2 separate regions of the Danio rerio genome follow, and region 1 is linked to region 2. The links are chromatin contacts, called in public HiChIP or PLAC-seq maps. All regions are on one chromosome and are shown on one strand. The core of a region is the stretch at or near the end of the contact, and the rest is flanking DNA. Distances in the headings are between cores, read along the strand shown. Region 1 holds the start of loxl5a (lysyl oxidase-like 5a). Region 2 holds the start of zfr2 (zinc finger RNA binding protein 2).

Region 1 (6,278 bases), core at 3,039-5,538, 68 kb before region 2:
ATTAAAAAATAAAACCTCTGTACAGAATACACATTCTTTGATAACCCAATGTTACAAAAAATAAATTTCAGGTATTTATATAATTTTATTTTAAGTCTCTTGGAAAATGCAGGCAATGGATTATAACTTATGCATGAATATGATTTAGAACCATAAATCCCCTAAAAATACAAATTACTCCAGCATTGATATTTATTGGATTTCATTTTTTCAGTTATTAGCAGAAGTGGTGGGAAAACTAATATGCACTGTGCTTATTTTAGCTGTTTTTGGAGTCAGTTGAACTTATATTGAACTTTTTCATATAAAGGGCCAAAAACCAAATATCAATGAGAGCCATGGGCTGAAGGTAAATATCAAACCATATTTGAAACTAAGTTTATTTGGGTATTTTTATTTTTTAATTATTTAAAAATCAATTGAAAACATTACTTTAGATCCTAAAATTAATCAATGCAGTATAACATTTTAAACATTTAAAATAATAACTTAATGCAACAAAAACATAAACAGTCACATTTATAACACAGTGGAGTTCAATGCTGAATACACTAGTCAAGCAGAATTTGCATTGATTTGCTCACCAAAGTCTTTTGGTGATCGTATGTACGTTTACACTAAATCTCATTAATTGACACCATTTAATTCAAAATTTTACTTCAGGTAGCGTTTAACAATAAAACAAACAAAAAAAGTTACATTTAGATTTGAAATGACAATCTCTAAACTATCCCCTTCATTTCGCCTCTCTTCTCAGATGCGATGGCGGGCAAAATCAAAGGTTACCATGGGCCAACTTTGGCCAGCAGGCCCTGGTTTGGGCATCACTGAAATAGAATCTAAAAATCAACATACAGTGATCAGATATATAACACTTTCGGAAAATTGATTGATATTACTGATCTGGAAACAAAAAGACCCTCCCCGCTGCTCTACATTGATAAAGACATTGATAAACTACTACGTTGATAAACTTGAGAAGTTCGGACTTTCCCTTAAAAATAAAACCGAGAATTTCTATGTAACATGGAATCCATTTGTCGAGTACTTTAACAAGAAAGCTGTAAGTGAACCCTATAAACACCTCAACCCAACCCCCCAAAATTACAGATTAAATATACAAACAATATTGATCAAGTTAAAACGCATTAAACTCAATTTGTTTTTAAATTAGTACACTGTAAAACATTTCAGTTGGTAAAACTTAGAAACTGAAGTTCACCAGCTGCCTTAAAAATTTTAGAGAGATTCTTTGTTTCAACTTAAGATGTTCAGTTTCACAATACATTTAATTGAAATTCAACATCTTAAGTTGAAACAAAGAATCTCTTTAAATTGAGTTGACTCGCATTTTCAAACTTTGTATGTTTATCCAAGTGAAACATTTTGTCACCCTGCAGCCCAAGACCGGTTACTCACTGAAGCTAAGCAGGGCTGAGCCTGGTCAGTACCTGGATGGGAGACCACTAGGGAACACTAGGTTGCTGTTGGAAGTGGTGTTAGTGAGGCAAGCAGGGGGCGCTCAACCTGTGGTCTGTGTGAGTCCTAATGAGTCCTAATGAAGGGGACACTACACTGTCAGTGGGCGCCGTCTTTCGGATGAGATGTTAAACCGAGGTCCTGACTCTCTGTGGTCAATAAAAATCCCATGGCACTTCATGGCACTCTCTACAGTGTATTTACCTTGCATTGTGGCACCAGAAGGCTACCCTGAGCCATGAATAATTCTCATTTAGAAGAATCTTTGAATAAAACTGTCTGCTAAAATGTCATGTAGAGATAATATTGGTGAATGTTGTACAACGTAAAACTGTGATAGACCTACTGGTGGCAGCTGTGCCATTCCCAATCATAATGTGGTTTCACAGGGAGAAAATCTGCTGTGCCTTGATTTTTGACTCTCTGAGGAAATCGGAGGAGCACTCTGTAATCAAGGTCCCTCACACTCGAGCTGTACGCTGAACTAGAGGGAAAAGGAAAATACCAATTTATAATGGTCAAAAGGTCTCACATTTTTGCTGCTTTTTTAGTTTGGTTGCCAAATAGAGTTAGTACTACCTGGAAAGGCAGTTCTCCTCTGCGGCACATCTTAATGTGTACATCTGCACTCTTTGGATGTAAGATGCTGCTTGGATATAGTATGGATCAGGAATGAGATCAGGCAGTCCTAGAAAAGATTATTATAACTAATACAATTATTATATTACTTAAGAATGGTTACAACACAACTCACATAAAAATACTGTATACAAATAAATCACATCATGGAAAATTCAATTTAGAACCCAGATATAATCACAACTATTTCATATTAATTACTGTCTATGGTATAGTCTATAAATAAGGTTGATCTCTCAATTTGTCTTTAAATGACTGTAAAAACACTTGCGAAATCAAGCTGTAAAATATCGACTTTTCATCTGAAGCCAAGGCAACTACTGTCATCTGTTTATTATAGTTATACATGCAGTACAAATATGCTTAACCTGTACAAGCACAAGGCTTGTTATTTACAATCGGTACACTGAATAAAAAGGCATAAATGCTGTCTTGGCCTTATGGAAATACCTAGAATGACCTGTTGCTCTCTGGGGTGATGGTTGGTGCGAGTTTACCAAGTAGGACAAGATTAACAGGATTAACATCTATGTTGATCCTGGAACAACATTCCAATCAGCCAATCAGTTTTAAGGAATACATTTACAGTTTATGTTAGGGTTAACCTTACAGTTAGGATTATGGTTTCCTACATAGTTATCCAACTATTATTTCTCTCTGATTTTTAAAAAAAAATAAATTACAGTTAGGGTTAAGGATACGGTACGGATTACATTTACAAACAGGAATGTTCCAGGCTCAACAAACATAGATGCTATTCCAGGATCACATCCTACTTGGCAAAATTACACTCACCCTGGGGAGATATGCTCACATTTTCATAGGGAATCATGTTCTAGAAATAGTTTACTTTAAGATGATTCCTCACCAATCATACACACCAAACATGGCATTTATATTACTCTATATACATCACAAATGAAGTCAAAACCCTCATTTTAAGTTGTAGCTAATATTTAGCCATCAGTGGGCGCCAAAACCCCCCACAAACGAGTCTACTTGACCAAAACTCGACTAATTTAAAACGGTTGAGCGCGTTAAACAATATTTACAATTCGTAGACAGAACGAAAAAGCACATTTTTTTGTTTTACCATTAAGGAAATATCTTATACCATGACTTGTTTCCGTCTGAGGAGATCCCTGTGGTGTGTTGGATATTTGGCCAACAGTGGGCGCCAAAATAACACAAACGCTACGATTGAGTCAGAAATAACCTTTAAAACTACATTAAAAACGAGCAAACTTTAAAGTCGAGTGCTCTAAACGTTATTTATAATAACACAGAAAAGTATTGTGTATCAGTACACAGAAAAATTTTCCTTACCATTAAGGAAATATCTTGTACCATGACCTGTTTCTCTCTGAGGAGATCTGTTGGTATTCCCATACGGGAGCAGATTATAGAAAGAGTTTCTGTTTGCTTGATGATTCGTTGGTTCATCATCAATCATACTCTCACCTCCTCGTGCTTCAACTTGGACAAGAGGATTTCTAACATTCCTGACATTACCAGATGCTGAAGGTGCATCTAAACTTGGGGAAAGTTTAGATTTATTAGTAGCATTACTAATAGGTTGAGGTTTAGCATGCTGTTTCTCCTCAGGAGTGGGTGGTTTTCCGGTAGCTGGTGATGGTTGTTTTGCTACTGGTTGGCTGGTAATCTTATGTTGTTTTGGTGCCCTTGAGATCTCTGAATTTTTTACTGGTCCATGTGTAGTTGTTCCAGTTGGTGATGTCCTATAAGGCCAGGTCTGGGTGCGCAGAGTTTCATCTGAAGAAAAAGCAACTTTTTTTGCATGCAAAGGCAACTGATTATTATTCCTGATGTGGCCTGAGATCATGTGTTTTGCATTCAAACCAATGTGGCCTGGCACAGGGCTTGAACGCACCACATGCCCAGCTGTGTGCATCCTTGTTTTGGCAAATTGTCCCATGAAAATCCTGCCTGTGAAACTTGGTATAATCTGCCTCCTCAGTAAGAATCTTGCATGTTGTTTTCCAGAAGCAGGTGCATGATACTGAGAGCTGGCGCTCAGTAAACTGTAAACCTGCCCATTAGTTTCCCACTTAACCTTGTGTTGCCAGGCTCCATGGTTCTGTGCAGTATTTAAAAACACCAGAACACATAAATGTATGGATAAGCAGAAAATAAATGAATATTTAGTCATCTTAAAATTATAATCTGAGTACTTTCTAGCAGGTTTGGCATAAGAATGTGCAATGTTTTAATTCCCAAAGCTTTTATAAATAAGAGCCCAAGTCCAGATGAAGGCGGTACAATAAGGCGTTTCTCTCTCCGGACATTCCCCACTTTTTCCTCTCGGAAGTTTTACGAAAAATATACATGCTGCCATTTTAAAAGAGCTTTTGTCCACATACACATGGAAGACCAGGAGTGACGCTTCACTCATTTCAATAAAAATAGATGTCACCTTTAAATGGACTAATTAACAGACAGAAATTAAATGTTTATTTAAAATTGTTTAAAAATAGCCTTCAATAAAACAACAAATAATTTTGTATAAATACACAAATTTGGAATGGTTTTACTCTTGTTTTTAAACATTAATCGAACCATGTACATTAATAATAAATTACATTTAAATACATAAATATATTTTAAAGTATTAATTTTATTAATGTTTTCAAATGTCATTTAAAGAAACTGATTTAGGTTTATAAACTAGCTTATAAGCTTTTTTAGTATTTCTTTCATTGTAAATCATTGGATTTACCTCTAGGGGGAGTAAGAACTAAACTTTTACTTTTTTTAGTGCTTTAAGTGCTTGCTACTGTCAAAGTAAACAAAATGGCTACATATACAAATCAATAAGACACTGAATAATATTTAAGTGTCAGCTATACCTTTGTTACCAGTTAAATCGGCTATATATTTTTTTTAAATCGTTCCACTAGTGCAAGTGACTATACTAATGTCATGACTTTTCCTTTCCACTTATTTCATTCATTAAACAAATATTTTAAGTGAATGTGTAGGCATTTGTCATATAAGAAAAGGCACACTATTGAAAAAAGCACAAGTTTAAAAAGTGAGCTCAAGGTTTATTCAGGAAAGAGTCTAGACAGTGTTTGTTTTCATGCAGGTTGAATGTTAGCATAGGCTTTTATTTGACACAGCAATAAATAGGAGAGTGGAGCTTGAATTTGTGTAACAGGAAGAGCTGATTATTTGATAATGGAGACCTCTGTATGCATTTAAAAGGTTATATTTTAGTCAAAATAATCCATGCTTTAATATGAGCTAATTTGGAAACACAAGATACACCCAGACCATGTCATTTGTTAGGTTTTACTTAATTTGAAGGCAACTTTACAAGGGGAAAAACCATTAATGATTTGGATATGCATTTTTCTTTGCTTATTCCTTCAGCTTTAAATTCTTTACATAAAGCTAAACATACAGTCATAATTAAATCCAGGACATTGGTAAGAAAGAATACACTAAAATGTTATTTAACAATGGCTAAGTGAACCACATTAAAATGAATTGTTTTAATATCGATAATCTTACAGCAAAAAGTAGATTAAATAAAATGCAAAATATAACAAGTGTAAAGTCAAAGCACAATGTTTATTGGTACAAGCATGGTGAAAACATTGGAAAATTCATTTGCTGAGTAGTAAACAGAATGAAGTCTTTGAACAGAGTGCTTTGGAAGGCAAAACAATTTAAAAATAATAAAAACTTAAAATATGGACTCTGTCCACAAAATAATGCAAAACAAGGATTTAAGTTACATTCAAGTCAAAATATTTACAAAAATTTCCATGTTAAAAAAAACAAAAAAGGCCTTAAGTAACATTAGTATTTACAATAATGTACAGTCAGTGAGCGGCAGCCTCCTCCTGCTGGAAGACAAACAAACAAGTTACTTTTAAAACGCCTCACAAATATTTACAATCCATTTTCAGATAAAACATTCAGGTTGGATCCCTCACCTATAAACGATTCAGGAGTGTGTTGTGAACGTCTTCGTAAACCTGGTTGTAAATTTCATCTTTTGTTTTCAAGCCATCCAAGTATTCTGTTGAATTAAATATGACACAAAAATGAGCATTAATCCAAAATATTACACTTACAAACTTAACGGTTTAAAAACCTTATACTGTACCGATTGGCAAACCGCAGTTCTCCAT
Region 2 (5,594 bases), core at 827-3,326:
AATAAAAAACGGAGCAATTCCAATAGGGCCTACGCACCGTTTCGGTGCTCGGTCCCTAATTAATAATCAAATTAAAAAAACTCCACACAAAAATGCACAAAAATGCCAACTGACCCAGCTGGGAATTGAACCAGCGACTTCCTTGCTGTGAGGCGATTGTGCGAACCACTGCGCCTGCCTAAAAACAAAAGTTGTCATTATTTACTTATCCGCCACATTACATCCACATTCCCAAACCTGTTTGAGATTCTTTCTTCATGTAAGAAGATATGTTGACGGTGTTAGTAGTTCCTGCCAGTTTCTAACATTCTTCTAAATATAATGTGTTGTGTCGCACAAAAAAAAACAAGATAAAAGTTTAAAACATTTCAGCATGAGTAGAATAAATGGTGAGCAAATTGAAATTTTTTGGGGAAAAATATCACTTTAAGGTTGTTCAGACAGAAGCCTCTGTTGGACGCAGTGGCGCAGTGGGGTAGCAATGTTGCCTCACAGCAAAAAGGTCGCTGGTTCAAGGCTAGGTAAGTTGACATTTCTGGTTGGAGTTTGCATGTTCTCTTCGTGTTGGCGTGGGTTTCCTCCAGGTGCTCCGGTCTCCCCCACAGTCCAAACACATGCGCCTTAGGTGAATTGAATAAACTAAATTGGCTGTAGTGTATGTGTGTGAATGCGAAAGTGTATGGGTTTTTTCCACTGTTGGGTTGCAGCTGGAAGGGCATCCAATGCATAAAACATATGCTGGATAAGTTGGCAGATCATTCCGCTGTTGCGACCCCTGATTAATAAAGGGACTAAGCCAAAAAGAAAATGAATTATTCTGCTGTCATTTTCAGGAATAATAAAAATTTTAAAAAAATTAATTAAAAAAAATCAACATTGCATCACAAATAAACGTGAGTTAAAAATGACACTTTACCTAAAAACGAAAACTGTCATCATTTGCTCATCTGCCATGTCCATCATCCCAAACCTGTTAGAGATTCTTTCCTCTGTTGAACAAAAAAGAAGATATGTTGACGTTGTTAAAGTAGCTGTCATAGTATTGTTTAGTATAAGTAGCCTAAATGTTGAGTAAATTTAAATTTTTTGGCTAAAAGATCCCTTTAAGATGGCGACACAGTGGCTTAGTGGTTAGCACTGTCACCTCACAGCAAGAAGATCGCTGGTTCGAGTCCTGGCTGGGCCAGTTGGCATTTCTGTGTGGAGTTTGCATCTTCTTCCTAATTGGCGTGGGTTTCCTCTGGGTGCTATGGTTTGCCCCAGTCCAAAGACATGCGGTAGCCTATAGGTGAATTGAATAAACTAAATTGGCTGTAATGTATGAGTGCAAATGAGTGTGTATGGATGTTTCCCAGTACTGGGTTGTAGCTGGAAGGGCATCCACATATAAGTTGGTGGTTCATTCTGCTGTGGCGACCCTGATAAACAAAGGGACTAAACTGAGGAACAATAAATGAATGAACGGTCCCTTTAAGTTTGTTCAGACAGAAGCCTCTGTTGGTCAGCCAGGAAAGTTTTCTCAACGTAAATAAACGGTTTCCTCTAGGTGAGGCGTATTAATAGCAGGCCTATTAGTTTTGAGACTTGAGAAATGTCAAATTAAGACTACAGACCACAGAAACTCTTTTCTATTTGGGTTTTTAGATAATCATGCAGATATTTACATATTTATTATTGGCCTCCATTTCACCTACTGCACGTTGAATTGTTCGGAATAAGTTCAACTTGTGGAGATTGAGTTGAACAAAATTAATGTTAGCAACTCACCATATCACGACTTTGTGTCATCAAGTTAAACTTTAAATAAAAAAGTAAACGTTAAAACAAGTTTTTACCGCGCATTTGACGTCTGAAAGCTACAAAAATAACTATATATCAAAACATCTAATTTTGTATAACCAAAATATTTAAAAACTAACTTTACGAGATTTCATCAGTTCAGAGCACAAATACACCGTTGATAGGTGTTTAAAACACATAATTATAAATATATACATTATGACGGTTCTCCACGGGGGGCAGTGGCGCGAAGGTGACCGGCGGCGGCGTCACAGACACGTGTTGACCACGTGATCGCTGAAGCCGCCGCCGCTGCTGCTGCTGAAGTTTCTATGATGGCGGCCAGTAATTATTATGGATTCACACATGCAGCTGCAGCTGCCGCCGGCCCGCAGTACAGGTATAAAACAAAAACACACATGCGCGTGATCACCTCGGTTATTTATAGAAGGATCAGAAACACGGCTGAAGTTCAAAATGGATTATGGCGGCCGCTACTCAAACATCTCCACGAGCTGCTGTTGTTTGTTTATTTATTGACGCTTGCTTGATATTATGATCGAAAAAGACTTATTATGTGATTTTTAGCTCAACTACAATGTTGCTGTCATGTTTATGGATTTGTACCATGGTTTTCTGCGTGTACTACGTAGGTACCATGGTAAACATTCTGTACCATGGTATAATATTCAGTATACCCTTGTGAGGATAGCATTATTGTGCATGTGCTAGCAGAAAATACTGTATTCTTGAAATTATCTTTGTAAATGTTAATGTAGTACCTTTTTCAGTTTGAAATTGGCTTGTTTTATATTTCACAGAAGATTAACGTTAACTTACACGTTTTTATTTCCAATATAATGTTGTGCTTTGGTGCTCATGCGGGTGTTGCAGATTTGAATCTGGCTGGCAACATTTACATCCACAAGCATAAAGTAGTTAAAAATGACATTTCTCTGCGGCCATAAATTTATATTGATTTTTATGCTGTTGTTGAACTTAATGTCTTCTTATAGGCAAAGATCTCTTCAAATTGCTAATGTTGTACATTGAGAAATAATATATTATCGCTAAACTGTCTTTATTTGTTCATTTATATACATGTGGGTTAATATTGAATATTCCTGATACTTTACTGGTGATACACAGGTAACCGATATGATGAATATCACAGTGATTTTAATTTTGCTGACCCTTTTTTGGCCATAGAGCTTTTTAATATACAAGATTGTTCATTTGACGATATTTTTTAGGGCCATAATTTAAACTGAATCTTAATCAAATGTCGTTTTTTTTAATGAGGTTAGTTTTTATTTTATTTATTTAATGCATTTCTATTTCATAATTATAGTAATCTAATATCATATCCATCAAATTAGGGATAAGTAGTTGTAATATTCTTGATATTACAAGCAATATTAATAGTACTGATAATGCGTCTGTTGCTATCATTTCAACTTTTTTTTTTATTGGCCAGAACATTTTTCTAAAAACTTACTAAAAACTAAAAAGATTAAAAGTAGTTTAATTAATTTTCATGAATTGGTTTTAATGCATTGCTCTGTTTACATTTTAAGACTGCAAATCAAGTGTCTGATTATTTTTCAGAATTTAACTTTAGACTTGTTTTAAGAGTGCATATGAATTTATTCTCAATTCCTAATTCTAGCACTCAGCCGCCTCCTGCCTATTCCCACCCAACCACGGGCAGCTATAATGTCCAGCCTGCACCCGGAGTGGCTCATGCTGTGACGGCATCATACCCTGCACCCACTGCCCAGCCGGCACGTCCTGCAGTAACAGCACCATACCCCACCTACCAGCCCCATCCGGCCCCAAATTATGGCTACCGCCAGCCTGAGACGACCCCGCAGCCCACCACCACTCCTCAAACATACCAGGTGTTGACTGAACCGGTCAGTGTTTTTTTTTTTTTCACTCTGTGTATATTAAAGAGACACTCCACTTTTTTTGGAACTAGGTTAATCCTACAACTTCCTGAACTTCAGGTCTGGCAGAAGCACTTTTAGCTTAGCTTAGCATAGGTCATTGAATCAGATTAGACCATTAGCATCTTGTTTAAAAATGACCAGAGAACTTATTTAAAGCTTGATTCAGTTGTTACATCTTGTAGTATGACTGATGGCAAGTGAAAAGTTGATATTTTCTAGGCATCAAACTACTTTATGCTAATCTTACAACTTTTTAGCACTTTTAGCTTAGCATAAATCATTTAATCGGATTAGACCATTAGCATCTCTCTCAAAAATGGCAGAAGCGTTTTGATAATTTTATTTAAGGCTAGACTCTTCTGTAGTTACATCATGTAATAAGACTGACAGAAAGTGGAAAGTGGCTATTTTGTTGACGGCACAACTTTAGGCTAATCTTACTACTTCCTGATCTTCAAGTAGTTTTAACTTAGCTTAGCAAAGATCATTGATTCAGATTACACCATTAGCATCTTGCTGAGAACTTCAATAATTTACCATTTAAAGCTTGACTCCTCTGTAGTTTCATCATTAGCTTAGCATAGGCAATACAAGTTTATTAATATAGCACATTCCATACAGAGTGGCAATTCAAAGGGCTTTACATAAACAGAAATAAAAAAGAGACAAGTATAAGAAAAAATAAAAACAAGTAATAAAAATGATAAAAAAAACAGCTAAAAACAAATAAACGGGTTAAATCAGGTTATAAGAGAAAAAGAAAAAAGAAAAACATAAGTGCGATCAGACGTAGCACAGTGCTCATTCAGCACAGCTAAACGCATAGATATACACTATATGTCGCCTGGCCTATTGTTGTCTATTGGACAGAATGCATAAATAGCGCCGCCATCTTGCTACAGGGTAGCGCTCCTTTGAAATGAATGCGGGACCAAGGTACAGTGGAGGACTGTGGCCATCCAAAGCCAGAGATATACACATATACACATATCTATGATCGGGAGATTTCCTGGATGTTAGTCTGTAATTTTTTTTTTCTAATTACGAAAATTATCATTTTACATCACTTTTCTACATTGATGGATCAGTGACCGCACGGACATTCCTGACAAAAAGCTTGTGTTTGTGTGTACAGAAATGTACTATTTACCCTCCCTGTTGAATTTGATCTAATCGTGTCCTGAAACACAGCTCCTCTCCTGCTTTCACTTCTCATACTGACGGAGGGAACGATTAGTTTGTGAATGAATCCCAGAACGACTCTTTCACTAACATTAGCCGACAATAATACAAGTTTCTGGCAGTGCAGCATCACGTTGTCATATTTCTTTTGCATTGTTTGCTGATTTTATTCAACAAAACTAGCATAAGCCGAGTGTTTAGTGTGAGTTGGAGCTTCTTTGTCTTATGGTGAATGCAGTAAGTGACTGTTATCATCAATAACGTGACCTGATTAGCACAAAAGTTCAGAACATACAAAAACAGAAAAAAACTTAATATTACCTATGAAATGTTCTGCCCCTGTGCTTTGATTTCTTTGTTTGCTCGTTTCTACACCTGTAGACAGCGCTAAAGTCCCGCATCTTCATGTAATAACACTGTCTTGACTAGTGCGGTTGAATGACATTTGTCCTGTGAGCACTGTACCAATGTGGCGGCGCTATTGACGCATGCTCAGGGTCCCTATGCGATATCTAGTGTATATATCTATGAGCTAAACAGATGTTTTCAGTCTGGATTTGAATGTGCCTAATGTTAGAGCACATCTGATCATTTCTGGAAGCTGATTCCAGCAGCGAGGGGCATAATAGCTGAAATAGATCACTGAATCAAGTTAGACCATTAGTATCTCACATAACTGAC

What was found. HiChIP or PLAC-seq counts read pairs in DNA pulled down with a chosen protein or histone mark.
Region 1: a contact with region 2 is called in an H3K4me3 HiChIP or PLAC-seq map of gastrula embryo, with 2.2 times the contacts expected there. The contact joins the promoter of loxl5a here to the promoter of zfr2 in region 2. A contact is called at or near these places in 2 of 4 datasets of contacts at active chromatin or transcription factors (gastrula embryo and pancreas).

The regions. Positions count from the first base shown.
Region 1 is chr22:5,354,577-5,360,854 of GRCz12tu, reverse strand. It overlaps loxl5a (lysyl oxidase-like 5a), which reads right to left and starts at 4,288. Exons shown (of 7, transcript NM_001437533.1): 1 at 3,445-4,288; 2 at 2,059-2,167; 3 at 1,826-1,963. The coding sequence starts at 4,288. It overlaps mibp (muscle-specific beta 1 integrin binding protein), which reads right to left. Exons shown (of 7, transcript NR_102288.1): 5 at 6,254-6,278; 6 at 6,081-6,166; 7 at 5,210-5,990.
Region 2 is chr22:5,285,286-5,290,879 of GRCz12tu, reverse strand. zfr2 (zinc finger RNA binding protein 2) reads left to right here and starts at 2,076. Exons shown (of 18, transcript XR_012397653.1): 1 at 2,076-2,179; 2 at 3,449-3,695. It overlaps atcaya (ATCAY kinesin light chain interacting caytaxin a), which reads right to left and starts at 2,044. Exons shown (of 15, transcript XM_073937043.1): 1 at 1,768-2,044; 2 at 1,145-1,282; 3 at 917-989.